2 separate regions of the Gossypium hirsutum genome follow, and region 2 is linked to region 1. Evidence: chromatin contacts called from public Hi-C data. All regions are on one chromosome and are shown on one strand. Each heading gives the region's core, a stretch centred on a gene start, on an enhancer-like site or on the middle of the called end of the contact. The rest is flanking DNA. Distances are from core to core; before and after follow the strand shown. Region 1 holds the start of LOC121204486 (root meristem growth factor 10). Region 2 holds the start of LOC107935859 (cyclin-U2-2).

The links. Hi-C and Micro-C count contacts between places; a contact is called where the count stands out from the background.
Region 2: a Hi-C map of leaf shows a contact between it and region 1, with 3 times the contacts expected there. The contact joins the enhancer-like site here to the promoter of LOC121204486 in region 1. A contact is called at or near these places in 2 of 34 Hi-C or Micro-C datasets (both in leaf).

What each region holds. Positions count from the first base shown.
Region 1 is chrA08:105,510,745-105,518,327 of Gossypium_hirsutum_v2.1, reverse strand. It overlaps LOC121204486 (root meristem growth factor 10), which reads left to right and starts at 4,741. Exons shown (of 2, transcript XM_041074330.1): 1 at 4,741-5,252; 2 at 5,364-5,910. The coding sequence starts at 5,124. The coding sequence ends at 5,666. LOC107935857 (autophagy-related protein 8f) reads left to right here and starts at 933. Exons shown (of 6, transcript XM_016868482.2): 1 at 933-1,360; 2 at 1,669-1,769; 3 at 1,843-1,898; 4 at 2,852-2,904; 5 at 3,086-3,204; 6 at 3,305-3,640. The coding sequence starts at 1,733. The coding sequence ends at 3,393.
Region 2 is chrA08:105,686,557-105,694,139 of Gossypium_hirsutum_v2.1, reverse strand. LOC107935859 (cyclin-U2-2) reads left to right here and starts at 1,359. Exons shown (of 4, transcript XM_041074336.1): 1 at 1,359-1,886; 2 at 1,978-2,169; 3 at 2,334-2,379; 4 at 3,427-3,592. The coding sequence starts at 1,474. The coding sequence ends at 2,364. Within about 2 kb of position 4,494, at least 1 of the 9 cell types and tissues checked has an H3K27ac peak or open chromatin away from gene starts, as enhancers often do. A contact at or near this core is called in leaf, where this site is marked.

The DNA.
Region 1 (7,583 bases), core at 3,492-5,991:
TTAAAATGATAAAGAATCTATAAAAACTAATAAAAAAAGTTATAAAATTTTATTAAAAGTCTAAAAAAAAGTTGTAAAAATTAATATATATATATATATAGGAAAATTAAAGAATTTTTTTTAATTTTAAAGGTATGGATTAAATTTTTATAAGGAACTTAAAGTGTGATGGTAATCAAATTGGTATGGAGTGTCAAGTAAAGGGTTTGAGATAAGCTTAGTTAACTATTGATGTAGAAAAACACTTTTCAACAAAAAAAAAATTGGTAAACAAATAGCTTTCAAATCAATCATTGATTTTAATTTGGGATTTTAATTTTTATCGCCAAACCAAAAAGCCAAAAAAAATTAACTTTTACTTTTTAGAAAGTGCTTTTCAATGAAGCGATCTTTTTTATCTACTTATTAAATCTTTTACTTTAAAATACTATATTTAAAATTTGACGTTTTACATTTTTAAAAACATTTCTGATAATAATAATAAACACTATCAAATTTTTTAAAACCTAAATAGTAAACTAGTCCATGATGATTCGTGTTTGGTGGCTTAAAAAGGGTTATGAGTAAGCCATGAGTAAATATATGATAAAGGGCAACATGTGTGGGAAAAAAAAAGAGTAGAACTTTTTATTAAAAAATTTTAAAAATTATTAAAAATTACTAAAATATTATAAAAACGGTAGACAAGTATAAAAATATATAAAATTTATTAAATATAAAAAAATTAAAATTACTACTCCTTTTATAAAATTTTATTTTTTTATATTTTTAAGAATTTTTATATAATCTCTAGAAATCGTTTAAGTCCTCCAAAAATAAATAAATGAGCAATTACCTTATAAAATAATTTTAAAAAATTAAACTTTTTTTTACATATAAAATTTTTCATGTCAAATATTATATCACCTACCACGTCAATATCAAGGACTTCAAAAGGAAACCATAATGGAGGAACTCAAATTACTAAATTTCAATTAAAATCTAAATTCCAAGAGTAACTCAATTGAGTATTGAATTTGTACATTGCAGATATTTTAATATTTAAGCCTAATATAAACATAACACAGAGTTGAAGATGAGGTGTGTTGGAAACAGTGTAGAATTCTGAAAAAATTTGCTCACCAAGGATGGATGATTCTAAAATGAAGTGAAATGAGGAAGCGTCATCCAATTCCAAGATTGGATAAGTATTGAAGAAAATCCAAATACCGTAGGAGACTGACGTGGCGGTTACTTGGTTAGCAACCTAGCCCAGTTGGAGGAGAAATGCCCCCAAACTAAAACAAATCTTAAATAAACACCTATTTTTATCATCTTCTCATTCATATTAATCTTCAAGACAACAACACCTCATCCATCGGTTAGTTGATTTCTTCATCATCTCATCTCTTTGTTTCAATTCAATCCTTACAGCCTTTTCTATATCTGCTGAGGTAAAAAAAGAAATCTTGAATTCTTGTTCTTTTGGTTTCTCAATATCAAATATGGTTTGGGTTTCTTCTTCTTCTTCTTCTTCTTCTTCTTCTTCTTCTTTACTGTCTTGAATTTATGATGATCGGATTCTTATTTCTTCTTTCTTTTTTTATTTAATTTGGAATTAAAGGATATCTTAACTTGAATTTGAATTGTTGTCCTACTTTAAAGTTTGTGGTTTTTGTCTACGGTAAGGTCTAAAAATAGGGTATCAGTTGACTTTACATCCTGATGGTTCTGCAGTGATATATCAGCCGATATGACTAAAAGCAGCTTCAAGATTGAGCATGATTTTGGTATGTTACTGCTGATCATGTATTAGCTATTCTTTGGTTGCTTTTCATTAATTTATGGATTCTTCATATTCAGAGAAAAGGCGTGCTGAGGCTGCCAGAATCAGGGGAAAATACCCTGATAGAATTCCAGTAAGAATTCATCCTTACCCTTGTCTTTTTCCACCCTTTTGACTTTTTTTTATTTTTTCCTCTCTTCTTTGCTGATGTTAAAGAATAATTATGATTGTTCCACCACTTGTCTATTCTTTGTGCATTCTGTTGCTTCTTAATTTTTTTCTAGGTATCCATTTTAATATATATAATTTATTTTTGTACAAACGAAGGATCAAATGATTCAATTGGCTAATTTACTGAAAAGTCTTATTTTTGTTGTGTTATAAGTTCTTTTCTCGTCTATGAGCTTTAGAGTTTTGAGCCTAAATCATGGCTTTGCACTGCCTTCACCTGTAATGCTTGTCTAACTTTTGCTTTAAGTATATATGTTAATGGATGACTTTTTTCTTAAGACTTGTCGTGGTGTCTTTGCGGCATTTTGATATCTATTGTGTTAACATCGATTATACACTTTGTTGAGTGTGACTTGATGATTATGAGCAATAGATGAGTTCTATTTCTGTCATGATATCTAGAAAGCAATTTCAGTCCTGCCAATACCAATGTTCATCTATTGGTGGATGTGACTTGATGATTAAGAGCAATATCTACTAGTAGAACAGCTAATGGTCTGGAATGGTATTTGTGATCTATACATTTTCTATTTTAAAGCTTAATAAAGATAAACCTGAGCCTGAAATCCCCTGCCCCTCCCTGTCAAAGTCTAGAAAAGAAAAAAACTTCTTAAGGAGGAGGAAGGGTTGTAACTCAAGAACTTGAAAGTGTAGAATAGACGATGTCTTTATCCCAGATTGAGTTATCAATAGAAAAAGACTTCATAATTTAGCTGTGCAATTGTTTAAATGGAGCCTGCTTAAAACAGTTTATTCACGTTTGGCTTTTCATCCCTGCATAAGGCAAAAGTGAAATTTATAACATTTTAATACCCCAATCTTGCTTCTATTGATGTTTGCGCATGTGCTTTTTAGGTGATTGTGGAGAAGGCAGAAAGAAGTGATATTCCTAACATTGACAAGAAGAAGTAAGCAAAATTTTCATGCCAAGTTTACCTTATTCCTTGTTATCGTTCATTATTATTTATTAGCAACTGCTAGCCACCATGTGTATGGTTGCATTTTAAGTCCATTGATCAATTTCCTTTGGCGCAACTGAAATATAGGTAATGGATATCCTTTTGATGATTTGATTTAAATAATTTACAGATACTTGGTCCCTGCCGACCTCACAGTTGGTCAGTTCATCTATGTAATCCGGAAGAGAATTAAACTGATCGCTGAAAAGGCTATCTTCATATTTGTGGACGGTGTCCTCCCACCGACCGGTATTAAAATTTGCAAATTTCTTCTCTTTGAATAATGTTATACGTTAATATATTTACCTTTTCAATTTCTATATGCTAAGTAGCCATGATCGTTATGCAGGAGCAATTATGTCAACTATCTATGATGAAAAAAAGGATGAAGACGGATTTCTGTACGTTACATACAGTGGAGAAAATACATTTGGCTAGCAGATCATGCAGGGACCTTATTTCCATGCTATAGTTTACATTTAATTGAATAAATTAATAATTGTGGCATTCTGCCTAATATATGATATGATTCCTCGGAATGCCTATACGTGTATAGTTTCACCGTACATAATTCCATGTCAATCTAAAATGTCGGAACTATTGCTCAAATTCATTGAAGAATGTTGTAACCCTTTATTCAACTTTGTCCGTAAAAGTTGACAATTCAACCCATTTATTAGTTTCACTGATGGCTGATGTTTGACAAATTCCCCTGGTTCAGAGTATTTGAATCCTACTATAGTTAACATGGAGAACAGTGGTACATCGTATAATATAAAATTGGTGCCGTGGAGACAAGGGAGTCTGAGACAACCGAAAATGCTTGACTTTTACCAAACATATCGATTGGATCCGATTTGTCAACGCCCCCTGCCCGAATCCCCATCCCTCTGGGAACTCGAGCCTGTCTCGCCGGCGCTCCCTTCTAAACCCAACAGAAATAAACATCCCCCACGAGACCACCAACATTCAAACACCAAATGCATGATACAAACAAAACATGAAGGCACAATGCATGCTTTCACCACGAGAATGTTTATCTGCAGGTCATGCCAAAGCATTTTATGTTAACGAGAGATAAAGATGGTTTAACTTCATATATCAAATTTGAATATTAAAAGAAGTTTGAATTTTTAACGAGAATTAATGAAATATGTGAAGATTTAATCTGTGTATCATCCCCAACGAGGGTTGGGTTTCTCTCAGCGTGCATATTTCGGGATGACCTGCTTTTTGGCTTTGATACGCTGTTGGTTTAAAAGGTTAAGAATGGCGTTGCCAGGAGTCGGACAACTAGTGGAAGGAATGGATTTCGGCGGCCATTGGGGGGGGGGGTTGAATCCACGTGGCAATTGAATAACTCAGATTGTATGGCCGGTGTTGACGGTTAAGGGGGGGAACCCTTGTGTTTCGCACAACATATGAAGGAAGAGGTGGTGGTGGTGGTCCATGTAACCTTGTCTCCTTGGTTGCATGGTCCTACCTCGCTCCCGCACATTTCCGCTTTGTAGGACCGACGTACGTGTATTTTCACATTCACTGTTCAAGCTTTTTGGAGCCTTGCAAATGGCTGTGAGTGCATGTGGCGTTGGCAAACTACACATAATATTGCTTCATGCTTATGAATTTCGCTACTTCACAATGAGTTCCAACATCGATCTTCTTAAAACTGTTCTAAAAAGAAGCTAATAACATATTTTTCTTATTATTTTCGTTTTCGTTAGGGGTTATATAGGGACATTTTAGTCATTAATTGCACCATTCTCCAAGATCTATCGACTAAGATCTAAAAAGGGTTCCCACTTTTTTAGTTTTAGCATTAGAATATTCATCGGTTTTAAGTTTTCCAAGAATGAAATGGTGGGTAAAGGCAATTAACTAGAAGTACTAAAAACGACATGAGATTTAACTAGTGTCCCTCGGAACACACAATCAGCTAGCTAAGCACGCATTAGCTTTCTTCAATTTATTTATCTTACTTCTCATTTTCTTACCTTTTATACTTTTTCCTTCCGATATATAATCACCAAAGCAAGCTCTTATGTTGCTTCTCTAATTTCCCTGGTGAGGGGTATATGTTGCTTCTCTTTATACATCTGCATGTTCTAAGTGAAGCATATAGCTGCATTTGATGATCTTACCAGTACCACATCTTGCTTTGCCTTAACATGTCAACCCCATCTTGTTTTCTTCTTCTCCTTCTATGCCTTTCTCTGCAAGTGTGCAGTGCTCGTCGTCTTGTTGTAGTTGTCAGTAAGCATCATAAGATCAATAATATACTTCACTTCTCCATCAAGGTAGGTCCAATATACAATGACAATCATCATCTAATGTTTTGCTATTTTGTTGTACATAGTGCGCATGCATTATTTAACTTCGTTTGGGTTTGGGGGCCTTTTGTTTTGCAGAATGGTATGAAGAACGATCGAAAGAACAACTCAGTTCCAGTATTACAGGCGAAATCGTCTTCTTCCAAGGAACTCCGATCCATGAAAGAAGAAAGCATCGAGGAATCTCATGGATATAATGTCACTCAAAAGCTGGAAGATGCTGAGGTGAAGTACCAAAAGACAATAGTCGAAAATGAGAAGAAAAAAAATCCAAGTGTTGCAGTTTCTTGGCGTGTGCCTCACAAGAAACATGGCGAAAAAAATCCAGGTTTTAACTTGGATTACTCACCACCAAAGACACATCCTCCTCATCACAACTGATATATATTAAAAAAAAAAGGTTTTATTTTCTTTGCTAGTCCAGAGAGTCGAGGAAAGAAAGCTAAGCTACCAGCTTCCGCAAGAACCGCAAAACATAGAGTTAAAAGAGCCTTTTAAAATATTAGGGCTCAAGTCAAATGTTGATCTTTCCAGCATAGGCATAACAAGTTATATATATGACTATATATATAACATAGGGTGATGGATTATATAATGAGTTACAAGCCCTTTTTTCCCCTCTATAAATTTAGTGTATATTCATCATGGATCATATATATATGTTCCTCGGAGAGAAATATTTATGTTTCATTAATCTTTTCAAACTACATGTAACTTCTACTATTGATTATATGTGTGTGTGTGTATCCTGCTCCATTCTTTTCTCTTTATATTTCGTTTAGGTGTGAAAGATGAAGCAAATATAACACAGTTCGGAATAGTAGTGGGTAGATGCAAGTCAAAATACTACGGCAGTCATTAAATTAGTTTTGGCCAAGGTACGCTTGAATTGGCAATTTCCGTGAAGGCAAAACAGCGTTGATGATCAAACTTTGAGCTAACCAAAAATGGCGTTTAGGTAAAGTGAGAACAACGGAAATAAGTTCCGAAAATTGAAAATATAGGTCTCGAATGGTTCATGATTTCGTTTTCAAGAAATGCCATTTAACATGCATGCAATTCGTGTGATATATATATATTACCTTTTATATCTTATCGGAGGTTATCCAATTTAATTTGTTGATACTCAAATAGGCCTAACAATTTAAGAAAAAAATTCATATTTATTGAGAGAAAAGAAAAATAAAAGGTTTAATTTGGCCCATTGTTGATACGCATAAAAAGAAGATTATAACATTTTAAATTGAGTAAGAAGGATCAAAGGAGAGAGATCCCTCTCTAAAGTTAAGAGAAGAGTATTTATAGGTTAGGTTAGTTCTCTATTGATAATTGCAGGGCACAAATTAACTTTATACATAACTAGCAACGGGATAAACATAAATAAGAATGTGTAAATAATCTATGATTAATAATTCCTCTTTCAACATCTTCATCCATCTATATAACAGAACAAATATATATAATGATAAATAATATATTTAATATAATGTATAGTTGAAATATCCATAGAAAGAAAACTTTAATTTAGTTTGATGTACAATTTCATATATAAACTTTGATTTGGTATAATTATACATATGAAACTTTGTTTGTAGTTCAAACTTTAATTTTGATTCAATCATACACATTTAAATAAATAAATATATCAATTTAGTTTTATACTAGATAAATATGAATATTTGTGTATACAATAATATATGTTATATCAATAATTGTATTAATAACTTGTGTGAATTGGATCAAATCTAAATTCATGTCTAAAATTGCACATTAGACCAAAATTTATGTATAGTCTTAAGATTTATCCCTAAAAAGGTTACCAAAGTTGAGATTTGGACTCATGCCACCAGCATCAGTAAAGTCTATTTTGTTACCACTTCAACCAAAACATTATTTTGATTATTTCACCCACATTGATTGTATATCTAACATACTTACTTGCATTTAAACACTTTAATGTGTTGGTGCCACTCTTAATTGAGTCACCAACTCAGTTATGAAATTATAAAAATATCTTTTTTTTAAATTATAATTAATATTATTATGATGACACTTTTTACTTTTTTCTTACTTTTTATATCATCTTTAAATAAAATAGTTAAAAACTATAAATTCAAGGGTCGAACATGTGTTAAATAGTGTTAAAATACAAGTTTATTATCGCTCCACTTATATTCATGATTGAATAAATTTTAAAAGATAATAATTTTAACTAAAAATAGTTTCTTTCACCCGCATTATGGGTGTGACAAAATCTAGTATCGATAATGTTGATGATTGAATTGATGCCACAAGTCA
Region 2 (7,583 bases), core at 3,245-5,744, 180 kb before region 1:
GGTTATAATACTTCCTTTTAAGGGTATTATCATCATTCAGATGCACTGATTTATATGTCAAAGACATTATTATCCTTAAGATAGCAGTTGCGGGATAAGTTGAATTTAGTGTCGGTGTGGTTCAAGTAAGATGCAAATCAAGTGGAGATTCTAATCTCAGATCATGCACGTGGTACAAGTAGAAAGCTAAGATTTTGATGTCATTTGGTAGAGGAGTCAAATATCTAACATAAACACACAAGAAATTGAATAGGACACTGGAGGCTTTTGTGGTTTTCAGAAGACACGAATCTCAAGGCCAGTACAAGTACATCTACAACTATAAATGCCGTCTAGTACTTCTTATGGGTCCAAACGAACCTACTCACCTCTTTCAATGCCCATCCTTTCCCTTCAACCCGCTGTCGGCTGCCTCTTTTTTTATTCCACCACTGGATATATATGTTCCAGATTACACAAAATTGGGTTGTTTTTTTAATGTGGAAAAAAGCTTAGCTGCTTTGTCTCTACTTTCAACTCCGCCTTTGCTCGGAGGAATCACTCAAATATTTAGCAAACTTGTACTGATAGAAGCTTGGCTTCCACCCACCTTCCAATTGATTTTTGATTAAATTTAAATTTAAATTGGATCTTATTATTAAACAAGTTAATTATTTCGATATTATTTTTTTTCCATAAAAGTTGTTATATTCGCCCAAAAAAGACATGTATCAAATTTATTATGTTAATTTTTTTTTGGTAAAACACTAACTATTTAAATTAACTCAGTTAAGACTCTTTGTTAAAAGATAAATGAGTCTACTTATCATCTAGTGCTCCAAGCAATGATGAAGTTAGAGTAAAACAACCTACAACACGAGCAATGCCACGCAACACATAACATAATGGCAACCAACTTGCAATAATAATATTCATTTAGTATATGATATTTAACCTCTATTTTATTAACACAATCATCCGATCTGTCACATGACATTAAATAAAGGATAACTCACTATATAAGTTCATGTACACAAGATAAAGGGGTCTATCCAAGTTAATCCTCTTCCTCCTTACTCTTTTTTCATCCTTTTCATTCGGCGTTCTACCTTACACGAGTGAAATACACCTTTTCTTTTTTTATCAATATTTAATATCAATAAGATTCAAACTTAAAACTTAAAAAAAAAACAAATTCATCCGGCTTTCTACCCTACACGAGTGAATGTGACTTACACCTTCTTCTTTTTTTTATCAGTATTTGATATTAATAAAATTCAAACTTAAAACTTTATTTGAGACATATCGAGGTGTTGCTTAAATTATAATACCATTTCTCTCTTACTTTATTCACTACCCCATCTTTCTTTACATTACCAACTCAACGGCTGCCCCCTATTATAAATACTCATTAAACATCACACAGCCTGGGTATCCCTTCATTTTCCTCCTCTTTAGATTTCACGCTTATTATTTTCGTAACATTTTGAACTCATGGAAATGACTGCATCTTCCCTTACAATCTCTCCAAGAAAGCTTCGATCCGATCTCTACTCTTACTCCTATCAGAATGATGCAAAAACCCCACTGGTGATGTCAGTCCTGGCTTCTCTTATTGAGAGAACAATGGCAAGAAACGAAAGGATAGCCAAGAACTGTAAATGGGCATTGGCAAAAGATTGCAATAGCAGAGTTTTCGAGTGCCAGGAGACACCAGACATGACGATTCAATCCTACCTAGAAAGAATCTTCCGTTACACCAAAGCCGGACCATCCGTTTATGTGGTGGCATATGTATATATGGATCGGTTTCGCCAAGCAAATCCAGGGTTCCGGATTAATGCTAGGAACGTACATAGGCTCCTCATTACCATCATCATGGTGGCTTCCAAGTATGTTGAAGACATGTGAGTATAGTTGTAGTCTAGTTTCCCCCTTCCCATTATCTTCAAAGTATGCGTAGAGTATTAATCTAATAGTATTGGTACTGTTTGGTAGGAATTACAGAAATTCGTACTTTGCACGAGTAGGAGGGTTGACGACCAAGGAACTGAACAAGTTGGAGGTTGAATTTTTGTTCATGATGGGTTTCAAACTGCATGTAAATGTGACAGTGTTCGAGAGCTACTGCAGTCACTTGGAGAGGGAAGTGAGCATTGGAGGAGGATACCACATTGAGAGGACTCTAAGGTGTGCTGAAGATATCAAATCCAAACAAGTTGAACAAAAAAGATACAACTCCATTGCTCGCATTTTGTTGTAATTAATAGGGTTGCTTTTTTATTGTTTTGTTTTGCTTTTGCTTTATTATGTGTACACATTTGATGTATAAATATGTGATTGTTTTGTTTCAGCTTTGAAGTTGGGGCCAGTACAGAGGAGTGATGTATAAACCATATTGTATGTCTTCTGCTTAAGAAATGGAATACAAGTAATATATTATTTGTTAATACTATTCCCATGTTTTCCATTTTTGCTCAAATAATTTACATATATTAAAAAAAAAGAAAAAAGCTTTGGTACAATATCAAAATTTCAATTAATTTTGAAAAGCTTTTAATACAAAAACATGAATATAGATTTAAAGTTGTTAAGGCCAGTTGAGCTCTCATCATCATCCGAGTTAGTTGAAACTTGTGTTTAGAACATTGATTTTATGTAACAAAGTTATTCTTCATTTAAAGCAAAAATGAAGGCCTACATCAGTCTTTGAAATTATGAATAATCTAAAGTTTTCACCAATTATTTTCTATGCTTTAACATTATCGATTGTGGGTCAGTTTACATATAAAGAAGTGGGCGTTATTAATTCAAGGTGCCCGTCAAGTGGGCCACTGGGGAACTAAATAATGCTAGCTATCATTAAGATGCTGCAGTAGGTGAAAAGGTTTAGTCCTCTAAGTCTAACCATGATCATGTACCAACTTGATTCCCCAAAAGAAATGATTTATTCTTAATTTTAGTTTTTATTCTTTTTTGCATTCTTAAATTTTAATTTTAACCTAAAAATAACAATTAAATTCATTTGATCAGAATTTGTTAGTATCCTCACATTATGAATAAGTTGTGAATTTAATCCATATTAATTTATAATTTAATATATTTTAATCTATATACTTTTCAAAATTTAAGCCGCTAAATCATAATTAAAATGACTTAATTTCTTATAAATATTATGTGAAAATAACAAATTAACATAAAATTACACATATAATAATATATTTTTTTATAAAATTTTAAAAATATTAAAATTTAATTAATATCATTTAAATCAAAATTAAAATTTTAAAATTTTAAATATAAAAATTAAATCCACAACCCAATTTGTACATTTTATTTCCTTATTGTTGGATGGTAGGGTAGGCTAAAACAAAAAGGGTGTCATTTCCATTAGGAAAGAAACTCATCTTATTTCCTAACTAATGATATAATTATCTTATCACCCAGAGATAGAGGGACGGTAGGTGGAAGCTTGGCTTGGTGGAAGACGACAATGACATGAGTTTAAAAGAAAGGCGGCAATGTCTCCACTCTCTACACTATAGTCGAGGGTAGCTTACGAGTCTTTTCCACTACTTTATATTAATGGGCACAACATAAATGTATTTCTTTATATTTTTTTCGTTGTTAATTTTTTTTATTTCACAAATTTTAAGATTTCATCGTTAAAAAGTTTAAAAAAAAATTATTTTTGTTTAAAAATATAAGTTGAATTAATTAAATTGTAAAAATTTTCTATAAAAATTTAAAATTCTAGTTAGATTATCCATGATATATAATTGATTAAATTGATAAATTTTAATAGAAAATTAAGAAATTTAAATTGAAAGAGTAAGAAAATAATTTATACAAATAGAGACTAATAGCACGTTTTAACCTAATTTTTTTTATTATTTTATTTCTTACAACTAAGGTTGTCCCTTGTCCTTAATTATAAATTTTTAACACTTATCAATGTGTAAGTTGTTTTGTACATCTCAGAGAGGGAGTAAATTATTATAAGTAAAATAATGGAGTATGGGATGAAAGATTTAGTTTTTTTCAGAGTACTTTTTAACTGGAAATAGGTTTATTTATTAATTTATATTTTATAGGCTTGTGAAAGGATGAAAGGAAAAAGCAAAGAGGATGGAGGAGGAGGGAGAAAGGTTCATCAATTAAAGTTTGCTTTAAAATGATTAATTCAATCAATTCTCAGTTTGAATTTCATAACTTATTTAGAATCCAATCTAACCGCTGGACTTAACTCAAATTTATATCAAACACACAAACCTTAATAGGGAAAAAAAATCGATTGACCAACTTAATATGATGAATTGTTAGTCAATAATACTTAATCAATTGGATATAAGGGAAGAGGAAAGTTTATTGGGCATACTTGATGTTGAAAGATGGGCTAAGTGTGTGACGTTGAACAGTAATACTAATATAATCTTTTGCGCATTTGTTGGTCCTTTGGCCCTTTGCTTTAAATACCAAAGTGAAAGGCTAAATATTTACGAACCTTTGAGGCCCTAAAAGGTTCCTGTTTGGAGTTGAATGATGCAGCATACCAAGGATCCTCACCCCATTATTGAGCTCCAATCTAGGGTATAAATGTGCGATTTTTGAGTTTAATGGAACAAGCCCTTGTGCCATTAAATTCTGTCTCTTCTTCATCACTGTTTTCATTCTTAGTGTTTACTTTTTCATTTTAGTTTTGTTTCTTGATTCTCATGGTTATATGGTGTTCCAAGATTTTAAGTTTTGTAAAAGAGAAAATAGTTAGAGATTTTTCTTATTTGAGTCTATTCTAATTCCACTCGAAAATGGTCAAGATTATATGTGATTATCAAATATTGAAAGATATTGTTGAGGGAAGACTTAACTTATTTTAAATAAGTTTTTAACATGTTGTCTATTTAGAGCTGACAAACCCCTTAATTGATCACTAGATCAAGTGGTACTTTGCCTCCCCTTTAATGACCTAAATCCTATATAGGTTGGGGGATTCAAACCCTATACCATAGCCAAATGACCACCATTTCTTTTGGTTGGTCTAATCCAATCTCGCTCTATGGCCTTACGCTCCAAGTGGCCTTTTCAAGCACTTAAGATCTCGTAAAGTTGGAAAATAAAATCTCGGCTCAACTCAAGGACAATATTGATAGGGGTCAACCAATTATGAATAAATGACATTTTAAAAATTATTTTGAAAAGTTTGCCTCTTGGCACTCTCTCGACTGTCTATTGGCACGTCCTTGGCTTTTTGGTTATTTATGTTGATTTTTATGTTTTTTGTAACACCCCTTAACCATATCCCGTAGTCAAAACAGGATTACAGAGTATTATCGGTCACTATAGTTCAATTACGACTAATAAAGAAAGAAAATACAATTCAGTTCATAAAATATATCTTAAAGTTCCTTTAATGAGCCTTCGAGACTTAAAATGTATGTAAAAAAACCAAACCAGGACTCAATCTGAAGCTTATAAAATTTTTCATAAAATTCTTAAAATTTCCCCTTAATGAACTATACCACACGGCCGTGTGGCCACACCGTGTGGCTCACACGGCCTAGACATGCCCGTGTCTTCTACCCGTGGAGCTCTCTGACTTTTTCCTATGAACAAATTAATTTCACACGGTCAAGACACACGCTTGTGTGCTCAGCCCGTGTGGCAATCTGTTTTGTAGCATTTTAGGTGCAGGGGACACACGACCTAACAACATACCCATGTGCAAGCCATGTGTCTTACACGGTTCAGTCACATGCCCGTGTGCCAGGCCGTGTGGACTCAAAATTATCGTTAAACTTCAAGTTTACCAACCCTGCAATTCAACAACATCAAACAATCCAAAAACCAATTATTCAATCATTTTGAATCATATTTGAATCTAACCAAATCATGACCAACTAGACATTTTATGAACCTATGTAATGGATCTTTTTAAATAATTCACATACATTATCAATTAGTTCAAATTTATTTCAATTAAGTCTATTCATACAATATATCATTACCAAACTTAATTCTACTTATTTCATCATTATAATGACGGTACTAAATGATACAAATAAACATCCTAGGTACATGCCATTACCAACAATTAACATATTTCACCTTATTGAGTTCGAGATCGACCTGGGATGCTGATTTGACGGTCTGTCTTTAACCTAACCTGCGCACGGAAACAAATCATACGCTGAGTGTGAACTCAGTGGTATCTCTATAATCCGAACACTTAATAATATTAAAATGCAACATTTACATAAAAATCATATATCCTTCACAGTTATATAATTATTCAATACATAGATAAATTCCTTGTAACTAATTCAATTCTTATTATCTATTAATCCGAAATAGGTTTTCACAATAAATTCACAAACCATTGAACAATAATACTCTTCATTCATATTCAATTCAAAGATACTTAATTCATGTGTCTTTTTCATACTTCAGTTTACTGTTCAATATCAATAAATATTATTCAACGATTCAATTATCAATCAATATTCTGTGTTTATCCATTCTAGTAACAGTCAGTATTCTCAATATTAATCACTTTATCAATATTATTCAGTAACGATCAATTGTTCAGTGACAATCAATTATTCAGTACCAGTCAATTATTCAGTAACTGTCAGTATCATTTAATTGTTCAGTACAGTAATTTACCCCTTATTAACATACTCAGACCTAGACGGATACACGGAACCAACCTACATACCAGGATAGCATACAGTGTTTCATCGGCTGGAGCCGAAATACATCGTAATGGTAACAGTAACAATAGTAACAGTAACGGTACACAGAGTACCTCATCGGAACGAATCCGGAACAGTAACAGTAGTCGACACTTATCGTGTCTCATTGACACAAAGTCGGAATATCCGTGAACACTTCTAATCCTATGGCATGCCAACTATATCCGACTTAGCCCGATACTGTTAATAGGGTATTTAACCAATTTTCGGTTTTCAATCAATATGTATATATTTCAATTAATCACATAATTTAATAAATCAATACAATTCAATATAATTCAATTCACTTTTCATTAATATATAATCAAATTCCACAAAAAACACATTCATTATTATTTCACCACATTTTCAAGTCAATTCATTTCAATAATAAACACAATACCAATAATTCACATTTTAATTATTTACCATAACATTCATTCAAAATATAACAATTAATAATAAAATTCACTCTTTAATTCCAATCAATATTTATTACTATTCAAATATTTACCTTTAAATACTTACTATACTTATCAAGTAATAAATTCAACATTTAAGTATTAAGTTCAGATTCTAGAAATACAAATCGTAATTTCCGAGCTATCTGTAACACCTCTAACCCGTATCCATCGCTGGAATGGGGTTACGAGGCATTACCGATCATAAAACAATTCAGAACAGACTTTCTTTACAAGGTTAATCATCTAGTAAATTTTTTTATAAAGCAACTAACATGCTTCTGTCGAAACCATTTTATTTTTGAAAACAAACAATGGGGATCGACGTTTTAAAACCAAAATGTGAAGTTGCCACCAATCTTTTCGTTTAGGTGTGATTGGAGCACCTAATAAAACATTTAAATTAATTTTG